Regions from separate parts of the Mus musculus genome. Here region 1 is linked to region 2. The links are chromatin contacts, called in public HiChIP or PLAC-seq maps. All regions are on one chromosome and are shown on one strand. Each heading gives the region's core, a stretch centred on a gene start, on an enhancer-like site or on the middle of the called end of the contact. The rest is flanking DNA. Distances are from core to core; before and after follow the strand shown. Region 1 has its middle 230 kb from the start of Ppargc1a. Region 2 holds the start of Ppargc1a (peroxisome proliferative activated receptor, gamma, coactivator 1 alpha).

The links. HiChIP or PLAC-seq counts read pairs in DNA pulled down with a chosen protein or histone mark.
Region 1: an H3K27ac HiChIP or PLAC-seq map of neural progenitor cells shows a contact between it and region 2, with 5 times the contacts expected there. The contact joins the enhancer-like site here to the promoter of Ppargc1a in region 2. A contact is called at or near these places in 2 of 484 Hi-C or Micro-C datasets (cerebral cortex and nephron progenitors) and 5 of 115 datasets of contacts at active chromatin or transcription factors (PVALB interneurons, astrocytes, neural progenitor cells and 1 more).

What each region holds. Positions count from the first base shown.
Region 1 is chr5:51,781,572-51,785,866 of GRCm38.p6, forward strand. It overlaps a transcript of Ppargc1a not described here. Among named protein-coding and RNA genes, the nearest start is that of Ppargc1a, 230 kb to the left of the region's middle. Within about 2 kb of position 2,175, at least 20 of the 459 cell types and tissues checked have an H3K27ac peak or open chromatin away from gene starts, as enhancers often do. A contact at or near this core is called in cerebral cortex and neural progenitor cells, where this site is marked.
Region 2 is chr5:51,550,998-51,555,197 of GRCm38.p6, forward strand. Ppargc1a (peroxisome proliferative activated receptor, gamma, coactivator 1 alpha) reads right to left here and starts at 2,924. Exons shown (of 13, transcript NM_008904.2): 1 at 2,738-2,924. The coding sequence starts at 2,785.

The sequences.
Region 1 (4,295 bases), core at 925-3,424, 230 kb after region 2:
TGTGTGTGTGTGTGTGTGTGTGTGTGTGTGTGTGTTATGTGTAATCTTTGTAAACAACTCTGTGAAAGCGTGTAAGTGTATGTCGGTATGAATACATTGGACATTCTGGATTCAGCCAGTTGGAGGACTGAAGAAACAGACTCCAGACCCCATCACCAGTTCCTCCCCATCCAAGCCACCCAGAAGGGATGGAGTAGGGCTGGTTCAGACACACTCCTTACTCCTTGGCTCCCCAAAGAGGCAACAGCTCCAGGCTCCCAATCAAGGTTTACTGACCCCCTCCTTTATAAACAATATCTCATGTTTCCCTCTAATGACTTTGAACATGAATGTTGTCCCCTTTTCATACATGAGAAAATCGAGATTCTGGAAAAGTAAAGATGTATGAGTGGTCACACAGCTATTAAATGGCTGCCAGAGCCTGAATACATCCACCACCACTCCAATATTTATAAGCTGAAATCCTAACTCACAGGGTACTAGAGAGTAAATTCACTTTTTTTTTCTCATTCCTCTAAGAGAATGAAAATATCTGGCAAAAGCAACTTAAGGAAAAAAGAGTTTATGTTGGCTCACAGGTTGTGGTAGTAGCTTTGTTCATCTTAGTGGTAAAGGCAGGGCGGCAGGTGTGTATGGATGGCAACTGGCCACGTCGCACCCACAGTCAGGAAGTGGAGAGAGATGAATGATGCTGTCTAGTTCCCTTCCTCATTTTCATACCTTCTTGTTTCAAAGTCCAAGGGATGGCACTGTCCATAGTAAGAGTGGTTCTAACCCCACCCCCACTCTCAGCCATCAGTTAATTGACTCTAGAAACCCCTCATTCTAGCCTCTTTTCGGTAACAATCACATCAAGTTAAGTTTTCTTGAAGCCTGTCAGCTATAGGGCCAGAGGCCCCATGAACGGGATTCCTTACTATTAAAGAGACCCGAGAGAGACGGATCTTCTTTTTCACCATGGAAGAACACAGCAAGAAGGCACAGCAAGAAGAAATGACTGTGCTCTGGGTGTCTCCATCTCCAGAAGATAAGAGATACTTTTTTTTTGGCTGCTCCCAGACTTTGGTATTCCATTCTAGCCACCTGAGTGAACTATATAGCAAAGCCAGGGTCAAACTAGGTCATCGGGCTCTTCTGTGCTCAGCTTCCCTGCAACAACACACATGAAGGAATTGAGCACACAGGTCACCATTCTGGTATACTCTGCCTTATTCCCAAAGAGCAGGGGACTATGTTCCTGGCCAGAGGACTGCAGAAGTCAGCATTATATCACTAGGACCCCAGTGTATCTGAAATGCCAGGGCTTCCAGTCACATGCCAATAGTCAGTCCCTGTGGGATTTGCTGTGACCAAGAAAATCCTGCCCAGAAAAAAACAAGGACCTCTAGATTGGAGGGAAACTTCTTCCCTCTAGTGCTGTTTCTCCAACAAGTTAGGATAGTAGCCAAGCCCGCCCTCAGGAGCTGGTGGGCAGTGACAGGTCTCAGAATGAGCCTTATCTGGACACAGCCATGGGGAAAATGGAATCTGTAGGAAACACTGAGTGTGGACAAGCACCACTGAGTGAGAGATGCGGACGATACTAGTTCAACCCCAGCAGCTACGCTGCCAGGACAGTCACCTGTGCCCTCTGCTCCTTCCGAACAGCCCGGAATGACACAAGAGAAGAGTACACCACAGCCTCATCCACAGCTATATATTTTAAATAGCATCTCCTCTCCACAGCCCTGCGTGGGAGGGGACCATATGGTCCTACATCCATTATACTCCTGAGTTTAGGTCTGAAACATCATATTTTCATTACAAATAAGCTTTGATGACACCACCTATTGCAATGACTGCAACGCATGGTTAATTTTATCTGTGGCAGCGGTGAGAGCGGCATACCAATTTACTGCCAGTGAGAACAATCTCATTTTAGCATCTTAACCCTGAACTCAAGTTCCCTTTGTTCCTGAGAACTTTGTTTTAGCAAGACTCCAATACAGTGTGCCTGGGAAGAGCGTGTATCTGACGCTGACTCAAAGACGTGGAACAGTCATGAGAAAAGAGAGGAAGGGCAGGGGTTAGGGAGAGTAGCAAGATCGCTGCAAGTCTGGGCTCCCTGTGGCACTGTGCTTAGGACTTGAGTTTCAACCAGCATAGCAAGTCCTCACAATTTGGCTGGCTGTCCGGCAAGGGCAGACCTATTTGTGAGGTTCTTCTGTTCTGTCTGACTTCAAGCCAAGTCAGGAAGCAACAAGAAAGGCCTCCCTCCTAGAGCACTTTGTTCTGGGCCAGGAAGTTTAGAGAAAAACCAAAGTATTGGAATAATTTCATGGATGGGTTGGGTGGGGAGGAAGGTGTTCCAAGATGTTCTAGCTTCTTAGCCCACACAGGGACTGAGACAGCCAGAGAGAAGCAGATAGCCACACTTACATGCTTCCATCCAGGTAAAGTTTAGTTTCTTGTGTGGAAAACTTTTCTGCAGCTACTTGCTTGCACTATATTCCAGGGTCTGTCTCTCCCCTTCTGTACTCTGAACTCATGATGCCTTTATTCTCACTTTTAGGACTTAGGTTTAAAAATGGTACAGTGTAGTTCACATTTAGCAGAAAGATTTTTTTTGAAAGGACGTTTATGAATCTGTGTCCAAACACAACAAAGGAGGGAAAAGAAATGGAGATAATCACATCGAGCCTCAGCAAGACAAATATATGTTTTCTCTCATTTTTAGGCACGAGGTGTTAGCGGTAAAAGTTTCCGGTGCATGCTAGTAGCTAACCGGTCTGCTGAGGAAGGGGAAGCTATTGGGAAAAGAAGGGAAGATCAGGAAAGGAGGGCAGAGTCAGGGGACAAAGGGTAATATACTCAAAGTACATTATGCACACTCGCATGAAAATGGCATTACACAGCTCTAAATAAAAATAAGTTAATTAAAGAGCGAGAGGATACAGCATGAGTCCTTGCTTATCACTATTTTCAACACTAGCTTACACCCTGCTACACTGAATCTTAATCCAATCACTCAATAAATGTGCCTGGACTTCGTACCACAAGATGCTGGGAAAGAAAAGACTTGAGAGTGTGGTTCCTGTGCCTAAGCAACTCGGAACTAGCCTGTGACCTAACTGTACAATGTGGCAATCTTAAAAGGTATGCTCTGCTGTTCAGATGCATCACAAGTCTGAAGAGGAAAAAGATCTGATTCTCAATGCAGACTTAGACAAGACTTCAAGAAGGCAGTTAAATGGGAAGGAGCCAGTCCTAATAGATTAGAGAATTAACCAGATGGAAGCCACCAGAAAGAACAGCCCTTCCAAAAGCCCAGAGCTAAATACTACTCAGCTGGAATTTGAGAAACCAGTACAAGAAGAACTCAGGATAATATATCATGAAATAATGTGAATTCAGATAGAGCTAAGAATATAATCTAGCTCTCTGACCTGTCTCAACTTTCAAATGGAAAGGGCTAATATCTTTGGTAAATGTGTGTGTGTGTGTGTGTGTGTGTGTGTGTGTGCGTGTATGTGCGTATGTGTGTGTGTGTGTGTGTGTGTGTGTGTGTGTGTGTGTGTGTGTGTGTGTGTGTGTGTGTTTTCCTGGGTATGCATAGAAGCACAAGTGTGCTCATTCGTATGCATACAAAATTAGCACATGCAGAGGACAGAGATAATGGTGGTGGTTTCATATAAGACACACATTCCCCCTGTTCTGATTGCTCCACAGTGGGCCAACAAAACAGGTGATAACCATCTGGAGACTGCAAGAATTGATTGTTCTACTCACTCTGAAAGTTGCAGCTATCCAGAAGGACTCCTCTCAACTAGTAACCAAGGTGGACATGTACTACCTGATGGTACCAAGCTACAAATGTGACTAGATGCTTCTAATTTGTGCACCAAAATCTATGAAGCCCAAGTAATTACCTCATCAAGGGTCTTTCCAGTCATCTTACGCACCAAAGTTCGTGTTCCCTCCCACCTTACTCTCCATGTTTGACTCTTGGGCAGCCATACCTCACATTACATAAGATTTTCACAGTAATTGAGTCAAGGTGATAGCAGTACAGAATGATGTGGATAGCATATACCATGGTAAAAGATATGCACAGAAAGAAAGCCTCACTATGAAGAACTGTGTATCCATAATAAAGAGATGGGACATCTTCGTGAGATGCAATGGAGAGATGTATGACATCACCCATGAGTCAGAGTCAAGGCTGGACACCGATGCAACTTGTTTGGCCTGGGAAATACTTTCATGTCCTGCTTTGACCTGAGTCTCTCTGTCTTCCCTCATGTATGGTAAGAATA
Region 2 (4,200 bases), core at 1,674-4,173:
TTGTTTTAGCATTCTCTATTTTGCTTTCCCTCCCTCACCCACCCTCTCCCAATCGTGTGTGTGTGTGTGTGTATGTGTGTGTATTCATGCTTACTCTTGCACTATGCTCAAAATAGTGTTTATGCTTGCCAGTGTTGACATTCTGATCAAATCAGTGCTTCTGACTGTGGCATGATCCTACTTATCAAAAACACATTCGTAGAAGCAATTTCTTCTGTGATTAATTCATATTTGGACTTGGACAACGCCAGACCTATCAGACTGAGCCGAGTACCTGTCCTTGTCTGACATGCTGATATTGATGGCTGCCCTGTGCATCTGTAACAGGTGTGTCCTGCCTCAATTACACAGATACCCTACAGCCACTTTGCAACTCTGAAAGCAATTTCACAACTGTAGCCTTCGTTTTTTACAATAAGGTTTAAGAGGCCAACACAATCTCTAAACACAAAAGGCTAATTATTGTATGTTATTTCACCCCAACAGACAGTCTTTTCCCTTAGTTAAGAAGCAGACAATAAATTAGCTTAACTGCATGGATGATAATGATTCATTATAATTAAGTATAATTCTCCATTAACCTTTCAGAGATTTTGGTGCCATTGATGGTAAATTTTAAAGAGAGAGAGAAGAGAGAGTCAGTGGACTTGGCAGCCTTAATTAAATTAATAAAAAACAGAAACTTAACTTGTGATAAAAACAGTAGTTGAACTGGGAGGTATGGAGGCAGGTAAGAATGACAGTCTTCGTGAAGAGTGTCAGGTGATCTGTCTCTATCAATCTTAGTAACCTTATTGTACATCCCCTCCATTAAGCTGTGAAATACCAGGAGACTCTGAGTAGCTCTGGTGGTTTGGGTTTTTATTAACCAATACACTGTCCTGTCATTATGTGTGAAAGGACATAATAGGTTTGAAGATGACAGCAAGCATTAATGATTCAAAAAAATGGAAGCTGCCCACACTACCTGCTGCTTGTAATATTTCGACAGGCAGGAATGATTCCCAGAGCCACAGGCTCGAAGGCACGGGTTTCTAGCAGCTGGCTGTCTACTATGCCGCACTAACTGAGACTCAATCTAAGGCTGGACGCTGAGCCCCTATCCCCAACTCCTTAAGAAAAACAAAGAAAGAACAAACTTAAAGCCATGGTTATAAATGGCTATGGCGTTTATTTGCAAACAATCACAGGAATTCTGACTAAGGCAAATCTTCCTCATCTCCTTTAGATCACAGCTCTTCAGTCTCTGAGCAGTTTCGGAACGATCCAAGAGGTAAAAATGAAAGTGATTCGAAGAGAGCTATGGTGCCAGCCAGACAACCACCCACGGGTTACGCTGGCTACTCCAACAATTAGGACTTTGAATCCACTTAGAACTCTGACTTCAATAGCCAAGGGACACATGAATTATCTATATCTATTCTGCCTTGCCAAGAAATCACAAGATAACAATAATTATAACCTGCAAATCCGATCTGCCAAAGCCTAGGGAAAGCAAACGGAGCCAACATCTGCAGACCCAGCAAAGAGTTAAGGACCCAGGGCACGCCTGGCTAGATAGGAAAAATGCATTCGCAGGCGGCCTCGCCAAATCATTTTCACTTTAGATGTGTATCACTGCACCACACGGACATCTTATTTAATCAAATCACGTGTGGCACTTGACCCTCCCCCTTACCCTACGTGCCCCCGCTACCGGGAGGAAGCACCATTGTTAGTTAGCAGCTCCGATCCTCCGCGCAATTCAATTCGGGTCCATCTCACCAGAGTCCACAAAAGTTTCACTTGTTTTCCAACTTGCTCAAACTTTCCCCGAGAACATTCCATTGTACTGAATGCAAACACGCTGAAGTCCTCTGGCCCCAGCTAGACTCCAGAGATTACGGGGAAACTGCTTGTGTTTTTTCCTCCCCTGTATGAATTGTAGCCAGCAGAGACTGTGGAATTGATGTATTGCGGTCTATTTTTACACAAGCAGTGAGCTGCTCCACACACGGTCTGCATAAACTCCATTCTCTCCCGGCTTCAGGCAGCTCTCCGTGGTAGAGAGATTTAACCGTTCGGTTTCTCGCCACAGAAGCAAACAGAAAGCTTTGGTCTCTTAAGGCTGGGATTTTTTTTTTTTTTTTTAACTCGCTAGCCAACCCTTTCAGCCGCACACAAGTGTTTTAAAGGAAACAGCACTGTCGTTTTGTGTTCTGTGGGAAAAGCAACCTAACTCAGACCCAGCAGGAATATTTAGGGTCTTGTAAATTCTCTGTTTAATGAACAGAGAGAGGAGGGCGGAAAAGATAAATCCTGACGAGAGTCAAAACGGACTCTCTTTTTAACACAATTCATTTTAATGTTTATCTTCATTTTCTTATAAATAGAAATGGCATTTTTCCAAGCAGGCCACTGAACACTGGAAAGACTTCAGCTCCTGATTCATATCAATATCTTAGAGCATAAATATTGCATATGAGTAGAAACAGAGCCAAAGGCACATGGAAAGAGTTTCTAACTGCTACAGATACTGATGACAGCAGCTAAGCTTTGATTTGCTCAAGGCATCTCCGAGCCACCTTAAAATAGCAAACTTATTGGAGTTAAGATAAGATGGAGATTTCCCCCTCCAAAAGCTCCCGCTGAGCCACTTTCTATGTCCCCTCCTCTCCCCTAGCCCATCCCCCCCCCCCTCCAGGAATCATTGCATCTGAGAGAAGCTCCGGTCCTGCAATACTCAGCCCCAGCTCACCTCTATGTCACTCCATACAGAGTCTTGGCTGCACATGTCCCAAGCCATCCAGCTCCCGAATGACGCCAGTCAAGCTTTTTCAACTCCAATCCACTCTGACACACAGCACACACTCATGCAGGCAACCAGCCCCTTACTGAGAGTGAACTGAAGGCACCTGTCTTACTACAGTCCCCAGTCACATGACAAAGCTATTAAAAAGTAGGCTGGGCTGTCACTCACCCAGCCTCCCTTCTCCTGTGCAAGCTTGCTGCACAAACTCCTGACGTCACTCCAAGGCAGCCCTCTGCCTCAGTGAAGTAACGCTTAGAGAGAGAGGAAAAAAAAAATAGAAGAAAGAAAAGGAAACACTTGGCCTTTGGGAGGCTTCAAGCATCACACTGTGACTGAAGCCAGCTTTGAATGCCACCAACTCTAAACCGGAGCCCTGCTCACATAATAACTCAAATCTCCTGCAATCTTTTTTTTTTAAATTTATTTTCCATCCAAAACAGGCAAATAGCAAAGATCCCCTGTTACTGACACAGTAACTACACCCTTGCCTAAAATGTGTGTGCTTTAAGAAATGGTTTCCAAGTAGCCCCAGACTCAGCTTGGAACTGAAGCAAGCGCTCCTCATGTGATACATTTTCATGAGATTCTTTTTTTTCCCTCCCTATTAGAGGAGTGTTTGAAGGCAACACCCCCGATTTTCTTTCTCTCTCTCCTTTCTTTCCTTCCTTCCTTCCTTCCTTTCTTCCTTTCTTCCTTCCTTCCTTCCTTTCTTTCTTTCTTTCTTTGTTTCTTTCTTTCTTTCTTTCTTTCTTTCTTTCTTTCTTTCTTTCTTTCTTTCTTTCCATGTTTAGTCAACAAAACCGCCACATTTGTTTAGGTCTAAACAAATTTCTCTACCCCAAATCAGCTGTCTCCTTGGCAGTAGAGAATGCAGTCTCCTAAACTGTTACTGCAGTTTGCCTTGCTCCTTGTAAAGCAAGCAAGCCACAACACCCTAGACTCTTGGGTTCCCCCTCATGATTCTTTCCGTGGATCTCATAGGCTCCCAGAAAACAAATGCTAGAAAATACAATTGCTGCTGCCATCCCTGAAACAGCTTAGCTACTCACCTGCCCCCACCCCTTATTTCTTTTCTCATATGTAGCACAGTCTTCCTCATGGCTTCAGGGTGCCTTTTTGAATAAACATTGGACTCCAACCCTAGTGCCTTGGGCTGTACAGTTTGTTTTTGAAATCAAGAATGTCCAGGGAATGAAGGAAAAACACTGAAATGGTATCAGCAGAGATACTCATTTCTTGAGCTTTGCTTACTAATACTTTTTTGTCGTTCCTGAGTCAATGAGGGGTAATGCAGGTGCCACTGTTTTTCCTGTGACATTACAGACAGAGGACATAACCAACTCTCAGCACTTTCCATAACACTTGGGTGCTCAGACTTAACCCTTCCAGGCCCAGTGAGAAATGCACAG